Regions from separate parts of the Ovis aries genome. Here region 1 is linked to region 2. A link is a contact called in public Hi-C data. All regions are on one chromosome and are shown on one strand. Each heading gives the region's core, a stretch centred on a gene start, on an enhancer-like site or on the middle of the called end of the contact. The rest is flanking DNA. Distances are from core to core; before and after follow the strand shown.

Region 1 (5,084 bases), core at 1,598-4,097, 250 kb after region 2:
TGCCCACTGAATATGAGGCCTAGGTGTTACACAGCTAGTGAGAGGCAAAGAGATGCTAGAAGCCAAGCTTCCTACCCTTTGCCCAGTCCGCTGTATCCTGTCTATCAAAATTTCCATCACCTCTCCTTTCTGCTGTTGTTGTCACTCAGAAAAGCAGGCATCTTGGGATAGGTAAATTGGAATTCAAGGAAGGAACGGAAGGCAAGAAGGTAAGATGAACAGCTTCTGCTTTATATGGGAATAGAGCCTGCAAAAATATAGAAGGCTAAACAATGGCAGTCTGAAAAACACTGTCACTTCAAAGAGCAGGACAGATGACCAGGATGTGGCATAGAAAGGAAAGGCCCTCACTCCAAGAAATGGAGCTCCATCTACTAACAGACACTTGGTCCTTGAGACTTACACTTCTCTCCACCTCTCTTTGGTCTGCTACCCCAAAGAGGCACACATGCCTAGCAGACTGGAGAGCTCTGAGAGCCAACAAGGTATCTGGCAGAATCCCTCAATCTGAGCTCTCTTTGAACCCATGCACCTTTGCCACCACTTCATGATAGGAGGTATTGGCTAGTAGCAAAGGGATGAGACAAATTCAGGACAGACTTTTAATTAAGCACAAATAAGACTTTTGCCAGAACACTAATTCAATAAATGAACAGAAGTCCTAATTCAGTTTTTCTCCATGCAACTATACAAGCATATCAAGCAATAACAATGTCACTCTGCCACATGTACATGGCCCTGGATGAAAAATCTAGATTCTGAAAAATCTATCATTTCATTTGTTCCTTGCAAACAACCTGTGACGGACTTGGAAAGTTAGTTGTCCCCATTTTGCAAGTGAAGAGAACATGGCATAGCTTAACTGACATATCTAGTGGTTGTACACTAAGAATGGCAGAGTTAGGACACAAATCCTGATTCCCAAACCTATGTTCTGTTCCTCTGCTCTTACAGTGAGGTTTCACAGCCTACATTTCCTTAAAGGGGAAGGACGAGAGGCAACTTAGGAGGTATTCCAGACCATCTGCTACCTGCCCCCACCCAAGGCAGCTCTATTTAGTTAGCTCTCCAAAACACAGCAGTCTGCCTCAGCCTGGATAATCCATTCCAGAGTTGTATTTAGCCCAAACTGACTTGGAATCCTATTACCCAAGTGGGGAAAAAGCCCTGACAAGTAATCTAATACAACCTCCCTTCAGAGGCCTAAAGTCTTTTTATGTTCTCCTTGGTCTAACCTCACCACTGCCATTGCTCACAACTCCTTTCAAGGTACTCTATCTGGGTAATGAGCTACTGGGAACAAGCCTGCACCCTGAGAGGGAAGGAGAGGTGAAGTTTCCTGTGTACCCATCAGGGTAAGAGTTCTCATCAGGGCATTTTCTGAATGGCAGTGTCCCCGGACTCGCCCCACTCAACACTATCTGCACAGGAGCAGCAAGACACCAAGTGGGAAATGAGACAGGAACCTTACCTTTCTTCTCTCAGCTGCTCCCCTGAAGATCATCAAACCCCCATTCAGTACTCCATTTCCAAAACTGAGAATCCCAGATTAGAAACACCGAAGCGCAGCTTCTCTCCTCTGGTCCAGGTCCAAAGTCCATGGCTGAGTGGACTCTGAGTGGGAGGAGTCTGGGGGGGAAGGAGTATGTCCAGGTCCCTCCCCCCCCTGCAGGCTTCAGTGTTCCTCCCAGAGGTCTATTACATCCCTTCATTCAGCTGGTTTATTAAGCCCAGAGTCAGTGATAGGCAGATCCCAGGTACTATTCCGTCTCCTGTTCAGGGAAGGAAAGTCATCCACTGTGAGGGCTGGAGAGTCCGTCTTCTGTTGAAGCTCATGAGAGGAAACAGGCCTTAGAACCGGCATGGCCCAGGAAGCTGATTTCTGTGTTAACCTGAAGAATATTTAAACATCATGACACTCTCTAATCTATTATATACCCAAAGGAATCCCTAATACCTCTTACCTAAATGAGATTATCATCAAAAACCCTTCCTTAAACACTCCACAAGGTTATTCAAAGTACCTACCTCACTCACATATTCCACCCCAAAACAGTCACCTCAACAATATGTATACAAATATGACTCAAGGTAAAGGAAAGACAGCACCTAAAACCACTGCTGTGTGGAGACTGACTTCTAAGAAATACAGAAAAGAACATTCTCCTCCTGTTCTCCTCTTGTTTGTGCCACACACTAATCGCCCTACATCTCCCAAGCTTCTTAGGGTGTGCAGTGTTTTAATCGGCCAACTCTCCCAGTCTGAATTAAATCCATACCAGACCTAGACGCTGGCACCTTCTACAAGCATTCTTTGCCCCCTTCCCTTCACTGGCAGCCCCCCCTTCCAAAACTGTGCCAAAGATGTAATTCCCAATCTTCGTCAAACTCCTTCCTGGGGCGACTCCCGAGAGCACTTTCCTGAAATGCTAGAGGCCCGAATGCTACCACCAACAGCCCCAGTGATGTTCCAATTTTTTCAATCCAGTGGCCCACCCCGGCCGCCCCCTCCCTTCTAAGTTTATTCCTACACACACACACACACACACACACACACGCACGCGCCTTTCCTTCCTGTAGGGGCGTGGCGTCCACAAGAACGCCCCCCCACCCAGCCAAGAATTTGACTCCTCCCACCCTTCTCGCCGGAACCCCTTGCTCTGTGTTCACTGGGAAAGAGGGTAACAACGCGACCCTCTCTAGATTCTGATCCCCGCACCCCTCTGCGGCCCAGACGACCCTCGCCCTATCTGCGCTAGTTCTTTACCTGGGTCCCGCCCACCCAGACTCGGCAGGTATCCGCAGCCCACCCCTGGTCGGACTCCAGGCCCCAGGCCGGGTCCCCACTACCGGCCCAGGCCCCACCCCCTCGACCCCCGGCGCCCGGCCCTCCCCTCGCACTCCTTTCCCCCTCCCACCATCTACCACAGCCACTTCCGTCCGTCCTCCGGAAGTGGGTCCGCGGCAAGTGCCACCTCCCGTCATCCCGCCTTATCTCCCCCTGCCTATCACCACCGCCACCAAGGGAGCACGGAACGTGACTCTGCAGGACTTGAGGTTGTTTTGCAGTTACTATTCACAGAACTGCAGACGAGGTGTGGGCAGGACAGAGTGCGGGTGACAAAGGACATGGGGACAAGAGTAACGGCTGTGCAAGGAGGGGGCGGGGCAGAGTGTGGCGGAAAGCCGGAGCTTGCGTCACGTCGAGCCTCGCGGAAAGAAGAGCGCATGCGCATGACACCTCGGCCGGGTGGTGAAGTTTGGTGCTTGGACGGCTTGGCCAGGCTGGACTTGGGCGGGAAGGGGGCGGAGCGAGAGCCCGGAAGTGAGGGCGGAGTCGGCCAGGAGTAGTCTCGCCCATTCCCCTCGGTTTTACTGTCGCAACAACCTGCCTCTTTGGGGTTCTGAAGAAGGGTTAAGCTGGCCCACTCTCTGGATTCGAGTCCTGGTGAGAAGCAATTCTGGAAGCACCAAGGCCTGTGTTCACCCGTTCCTGCGCTGAGAGCTCTGTAGCAGTACTAGAAGAAAGCTGCTTTGTTTATTGCTTACTTTTCTCGCTGTATCTCTAACGGAGGCAGGACCTTCCTTGGGTCTGAAAAGAGACTACTCATACAGTAAGCTCTCCTCCCCCTCCGACCCCCAGGACAACTGTTTTACACGTATTGCGCGGAGCCCTTGTCAAGTATTAGTGTTAGTACGCGCAAGTCTGGACCATGGTTACCGTTCCCTGAGCAGCACAGAAGTCTTGCAGTGGTTAGATGGCTAGAAAGTGATAAGGGCTGATCGCGAACCTTGCAGTCTGTGACACTAACCTGTGTTGCCACTATCTTAGGCAAACAGTCTCCTCTTGAACCTTTCCACACCTTGAAACATTAGACTTCCAGTTTCCAAAATTGCCCTGGTTGATTTTTTTCTAAATGTATTGGTCAGACCTGTTCTTGCCTTAAAACTGCATGCAAAAGGAGCTACTACTAATTTTTGTTCATATGTCGTCTACTTAATGACATGTTCTAAAATTTTGCCAGGGCTGTGGATGACTTTGCAACCTTTGTTTTTTTCCCCTTTTATTGAAAACTGGAACTTAGTCTGTAGTCTTCTGGAATATCTTCTTTGATACTGAGCTGCTAAAATCCTTTGAATTTTCACATGTGATGAGAGTACTAGGAGGCTCTTTTGTTATAATATTTGACCTTTGACCTTAGTTCTTGCCACAAGGCTACAAAAACCCTTGGCGTTTCCTGGGTGATAGGAATGTCATTTGTTCTAAGGAGCAACTTTGGGCTCCTAGACAGCTTCTGAATGGGAGCTGATCTTTGGAAAGATCAAGCCACGATTAGAAAGTTGGAATTTTTTAGCATCTCCCTCCTGCGCCTTTCTTTATGGGAAGGCTTCCCTGTGGCTCAGCTGGTAAAGAATCCACCTGCAATGCCGGAGACCTGGATTTGATCCCCTGGAGAAGGGAAAGGCTACCCACTCCAGTATTCTGGCATGGAGAATTCCATGGACTATGTAGTCCATGGGGTTACAAGGAGTCAGACGTTACTGAGCGACTTTGACTTCACTCTCATGCCACCCCCTACGCTTGCCATTGTATTGAGATTGAGAGAAGGGTTGAAAATGAAGCTAATGATAAATCATGCTGAGATGATGAAGCATCCTTTAAAATTCCAACAAAATGGGGTTCAGAGAGCTTCCAGGTTGGTGAACACATCCACACACTGGGAGGGTGCCACACCCTCAACTCAGGAAGACTGAAGCTCCTGTGCTTGGGACCTGCCCCCCCATGCCTTTCCCCCACCCCCATATTCCCCACCCCAGGCCTCTACCTCTGTATATCATCTGGCATTCATCTATATCCTTTAATAAACTAATAAACATAGGTAAGTGTTTCCCAGAGTTCTGTGAGTTGTTCTAGCAAATTACTGAATCCTCTGGGTACGAGGTCACAGGAACCTCCAGGTAGAACAGAAGTTAGGAGTAACTTGGTGACTTACTACTTGTAATTGGCATCTGAAGCAGAGGCAGTCTCATTATACTGGTCCGTAACCTGTGTTATCTGATGTTATTTCAGATTGTGTCAGAAT
Region 2 (4,598 bases), core at 241-2,740:
TAAAATTGCTTAGTTAAGCATTCTTAAATCATACCAAGCAAAATCCCATCTGATGTTTGATGCTTATTATTATGACTAATACATAGTTTTTGCAAAACATGTCTGCTTCAGTTTTTTCCTTCTACTGTCAGCCAGCCAAAACTAGCTCACCTGTGAACAAAACGTAATTCTTATATAACCAGTTATCAATGTGCAAATATTAAAATAACAGTCTTGGGAGAGCCAAAGTTTTTTATTTCTCTAGCCAAGTTCACTACTTTCGTTTTAATTCATGTTAGGAAGCCCTCCTTCACTGCTATTCAGAATTATTTTCTTAGGAGGCCAAGAAAAGAATCCCGGACCCAGGTTACACAAATTAAGTTCCTTCACATACAAAACAAAAAACAAAAACAAAAACCCAACCCCCTAAAATTACTGCATTACCTCTAACTAGTAAGAATTCTACATGTTAGAACCATCAGACATCTTCCAATAAAAACACCAGATACAAAAAACACCAGATATGTCTATATCCGTCTTGGAAACCTGATTCTCTACTGCCTTTTAACACTCTATTTTACCCAACAATTTTATATCTATATATATGGCTTTAAAATATCTATAAAGGTTAAAGTTATGATTAGATGGCTCCAAGAGGATGTACCTGATAACAAAAAGCCTGAAGGTGTATGTATGGAACACAAGCATACAAAGATAGCTATAAAATGAGATCAGGAGATTGACCCGGTCAGTTTGGAGTGCTGTTTCCAAAGGACAGGATAAGCATACCACGGTTGCTTAAGTAATGAAAGACAGTGTGATTCAAAAGCATCAGAAATGCAAATCTGCTGCAATAATGACACGCTCCACTTTAAAAAGTTTGCACAATGGATGAGTCTCTCCATATTTACATCTCATAAGCACGAGCTAAATTCCACCTGAACTCGCAGACTTGCCCTCGGACGCCCAGTCCACAGCCCCAGCCTATCCGCCAGGGCACTTGGCCAGGGCCTTTGGCGCACTTAAGAGATTTGACCCCGGAAAATCCCCGAATGCTACCAACAGCTGAGGACAGGCACCCAGGGGAAGGTTTGACCTAGGAGTATACTTGCTCCAGGCGGTTCTAGAAGGGTTCCAAGACAGGTCCTCTGACCGGCGGGACGAAGCACGGCCTAAGTTGCCATGATGCGAGAGGCCTGGGTGCTCTGAAAAAACCTAGCGGCAGAGCCGAGGCCTTTTATCCCTAAGATTTTAAATCTACTATGACGCCCGGGCAACTTTAGGTTTTAAATGTCACAAGCAGAGCTGTGTCCCAAGCGCACCCCGGTCGCCAAGGCCCCGAATCCCGTCGTTTTTCCGACACCTGGCTTCGAGACTTACAAAACTGGGAAGCCGCCCAGCCCAGAACACAGTGCCTGAAGCCTTACCTCCGCAAAAACAAAAGGCCCTTTGGCCGAGAATTGTCGGCAAACCGCCGTCTTCTCTCTCCAAAAGCTGCGACAAACACCCTACAAAATGGCGGCAGCGCCGTCTCCCTACAACCCCCCGGCAGCCTCTAGCGCCGCCCACACCAGGCGAACGCGCCTGCGTGACAGAGCTCCCGCGCTCCCTCCCCACCCCTAAGGGGCGGGCTCCACGTGACGTCAGGGCTGGCCCCGCCCTCCACCACGCAGTTCTCCCCGCCGAGCAGTCCGCGCCCTGAGACCTGCTTTGGTTGAGGCTGCGCCGTAGATTGTTTTCGTTCTGGGAGCACCTGGGTCAAACTGGGCGGAAACGCCCTAAGCTTGTGGCGCCTGCCTGCAGCTGTGGGAGGGGTTATTCTGAATGCTGCACCTCTCAGCAGAGGCGACGAAAGCTCCGTTTCCTGCCCTTCCGCCCAAGTGGGCCGCACCATGGCACTTTGGCTGCCTGCCTTCCGCCTACCGGAGGACCTCAGTTCAGTTCAGTCGCTGAGTCGTGTTCGACTTTTTACGACCCCATGAACCGCAGCACGCCAGGCCTCCCTGTCTATCACCAACTCCCGAAGTTTACTCAAACTCATATCCATTGAGTCAGTGATGGAATCCAACCATCTCATCCTCTGTCGTCCCCTTCTCCTCTGGCCCTCAATCCCTCAACTCAGGCACAGTCATCACGAAAGAGACAAGCCCCAAATCGGCTCGGTAACCAGGTCCAGACTGGTGCTGGGGATAGTGTAGTTGAGCCTGCTTGCAACTTCCTGTCTAAAAATGGATTCCGATAATTAAGAGGATAGCCTAGGAAACAAGCTCAGAGGTGCTTATCTTTTTAAGGTCTATGCTCCTGAGAGAAACAGCAACAAAAAGAGAAGTTTCTGTTGAGACTCCCTACCTGCCTCCTGAGCAGATTTGGCAGCTAAAGTTTCCCTAACAAAGTTTTCCCTTTTATTTACCCCTGTGGGTTTTATTCAAAGTACCAATGTGAAGTCGCTCAGTCGTGTCCGACTCTTTGCGACCCCATGGACTGTAGCCCACCAGGCTCCTCCATTCATGAAATTTTCTAGGCAAGAGTACTGGAGTGGGTTGCTATTTCCTTCTCCAGGGGATCTTCCCGACCCAGAGATCGAACCCAGGTTTCCAGGAGAATAATATTTGAGAACTAGTGAGCCCAGTTAAAACAAGATATTTCCCAGTTGTAAGAATCCCTGGACCGTTTCCCATTGTGAGCTTTATGTAAGAAAAGAGGGTCAAAATTTAAGCCCTAAGGAGCACTTACGGGGCAGGAAAAAAGCCTGAAAATGAATGATCAGAAGAAGAGGAGAACCGAAAGTTGGTGTCAGAGTAAGGTAGGAGTAAGGATCTGTGTGCTCCGTCGTTAAGTGGTGTCTGACTCTTTGCAACTCCATGGACTGTAGCCTGCCAGAGTCCTCTGTCCATGGGGTTTTCCAGGCAAGAGTACTGGAGTGGGTTGCCATTTCCTACTCCAGTATTCATTAGAAGGACTGATGCTGAAGCTGAAGCTTCAGTACTTTGGCTGCCTGATTGGAAAAGCCAGCTTATTGGAAAAGACCCTGATGCTGGGAAGGATTGAAGGCAAAAGGGTAAGAGGGTGGCAGAGGATGAGATGGTTAGATTAGCATCACCGACCCAATGGACATGAAATAGAGCAAACTCCAGGAGACAGTGAAGGAGAGGGTAGCCTGGCATGTTGCAGTCCACAGGGTCACAAAGAGTCAGATACAACTTAGTGACTGAACAACAACAACTCCAGGGGCTCTTCCCAATCCAGGGATCAAACGCCTGTCTCTTGCATCTTCTGCATTGGCAGGCAGATTTTTTTTTTTTTTTTTTTTTACCATCAGCACCACCTGGGAAGCCCAGGAAGCCCAGAGTAAGGGAGAGAAGGGGTTAAATGAGAAAAAGACTGACAGTGACAGATGCTAGAGAGGCGGCAGGAAGGGTTGGTGCTGAAAACTGTCAGGATTTTGTGTTCTGGCAAACATGAATAAAAGAGAAAGTCAGAAATCAAATATGAGAGGGCAGAGTTGGGACTGTTGTAGGCCTAAACCAAATAGAATGAGTTTGTACCTCATTGAGTGAAAGGAGGGCATGCCATTTCATGATCTAATATCATAGAACACGTGCCACCCCCTTTGGATAAACTGAATTGTTATGGAGATTGTATCCCATGTCAAGAAGTGAAGAAGTGAAGTTGAAAAGATAATTGGAAAGTTGGAAGTGAAAATTTGATATCCTGTAGAATGAAACAGACAACTTTATTCTCCTCACCTGGAATAGCCACCATTTCTGTGTTTACAATTTTAAATCTCAGCCATCCTTCGATGTCTGTCTCTAAGATTCCGTTCCCGACTGCATTAGTTCCCACTCAGCTCCCTCTTCTTGAGTACTCCAGTTAGAGATGAAGCCCTCAAACAGCTGGCCAAGGCACACTGGTGTGCCTGGAGCCACCAAAATATGCTGACCAATTTTGCCCATAGAGTGAAATGTATTGGTTCTACATCTGATTATACTTACTGTTTCAAGAACATCTTATCAGTTAGGATGTTTAGCTGAGTAGACTGGGCCATCTTGCAAGGTAAAGTCGGACTCAGCTTGAGGCATACAGAGGCATAAATTAAGCTAGCATCAAAGAAAACTTACCATTTTTGCTGGAGCATGAAAGATCTTTGTCTCATGAGGATCAGGAAAGTGCACAGTTTTGCTCAAACAGCAATATAAAAAGTTAAAAGACAGCCAAGTGGGAAGGACACCTACAGAGGGATAAATAGACCTCACAAAACATTACCCGGTAGCAGAGTCTGCTTTGTAGTTGTTGCTGTCTTGTTTTACTGTCATTTTGAGTATTTAAATGTGTGTGCCACTTAAATATTAAGGTCTAATATTTGAAAGTGTGTTGTGATCAGGAGGAGGCTGAGAACGTCATATGAGTAGCATTTCTCTTATTACATCTATGGTGCTCCTAGTTACTCTCTGCAGCTTATGTGCTTTGAATGGAGACAAAAACCTAATTTATATTATCTTTGGTGTCTTAGTGGCTACGACTCAGTACATATTTGCAGGTTGCTTATGAAAGCTGCTTTTGACTGTTTTGCTCAATTAAGTTGAATTAAATCAAAGTTTGAAATTTACTCCCCAAATTCC

What was found. A called contact is a pair of places that touch in the nucleus more often than the background predicts.
Region 1: a Hi-C map of blood shows a contact between it and region 2, with 2.5 times the contacts expected there. The contact joins the promoter of MGAT1 here to the promoter of CLK4 in region 2.

The regions. Positions count from the first base shown.
Region 1 is chr5:37,692,030-37,697,113 of ARS-UI_Ramb_v3.0, forward strand. MGAT1 (alpha-1,3-mannosyl-glycoprotein 2-beta-N-acetylglucosaminyltransferase) reads right to left here and starts at 2,848. Exons shown (of 4, transcript XM_060415724.1): 1 at 2,768-2,848; 2 at 1,472-1,892. LOC105613357 (a long non-coding RNA gene) reads left to right here and starts at 3,360. Exons shown (of 2, transcript XR_009600683.1): 1 at 3,360-3,614; 2 at 5,072-5,084.
Region 2 is chr5:37,442,944-37,447,541 of ARS-UI_Ramb_v3.0, forward strand. CLK4 (CDC like kinase 4) reads right to left here and starts at 1,491. Exons shown (of 14, transcript XM_012178329.4): 1 at 1,407-1,491.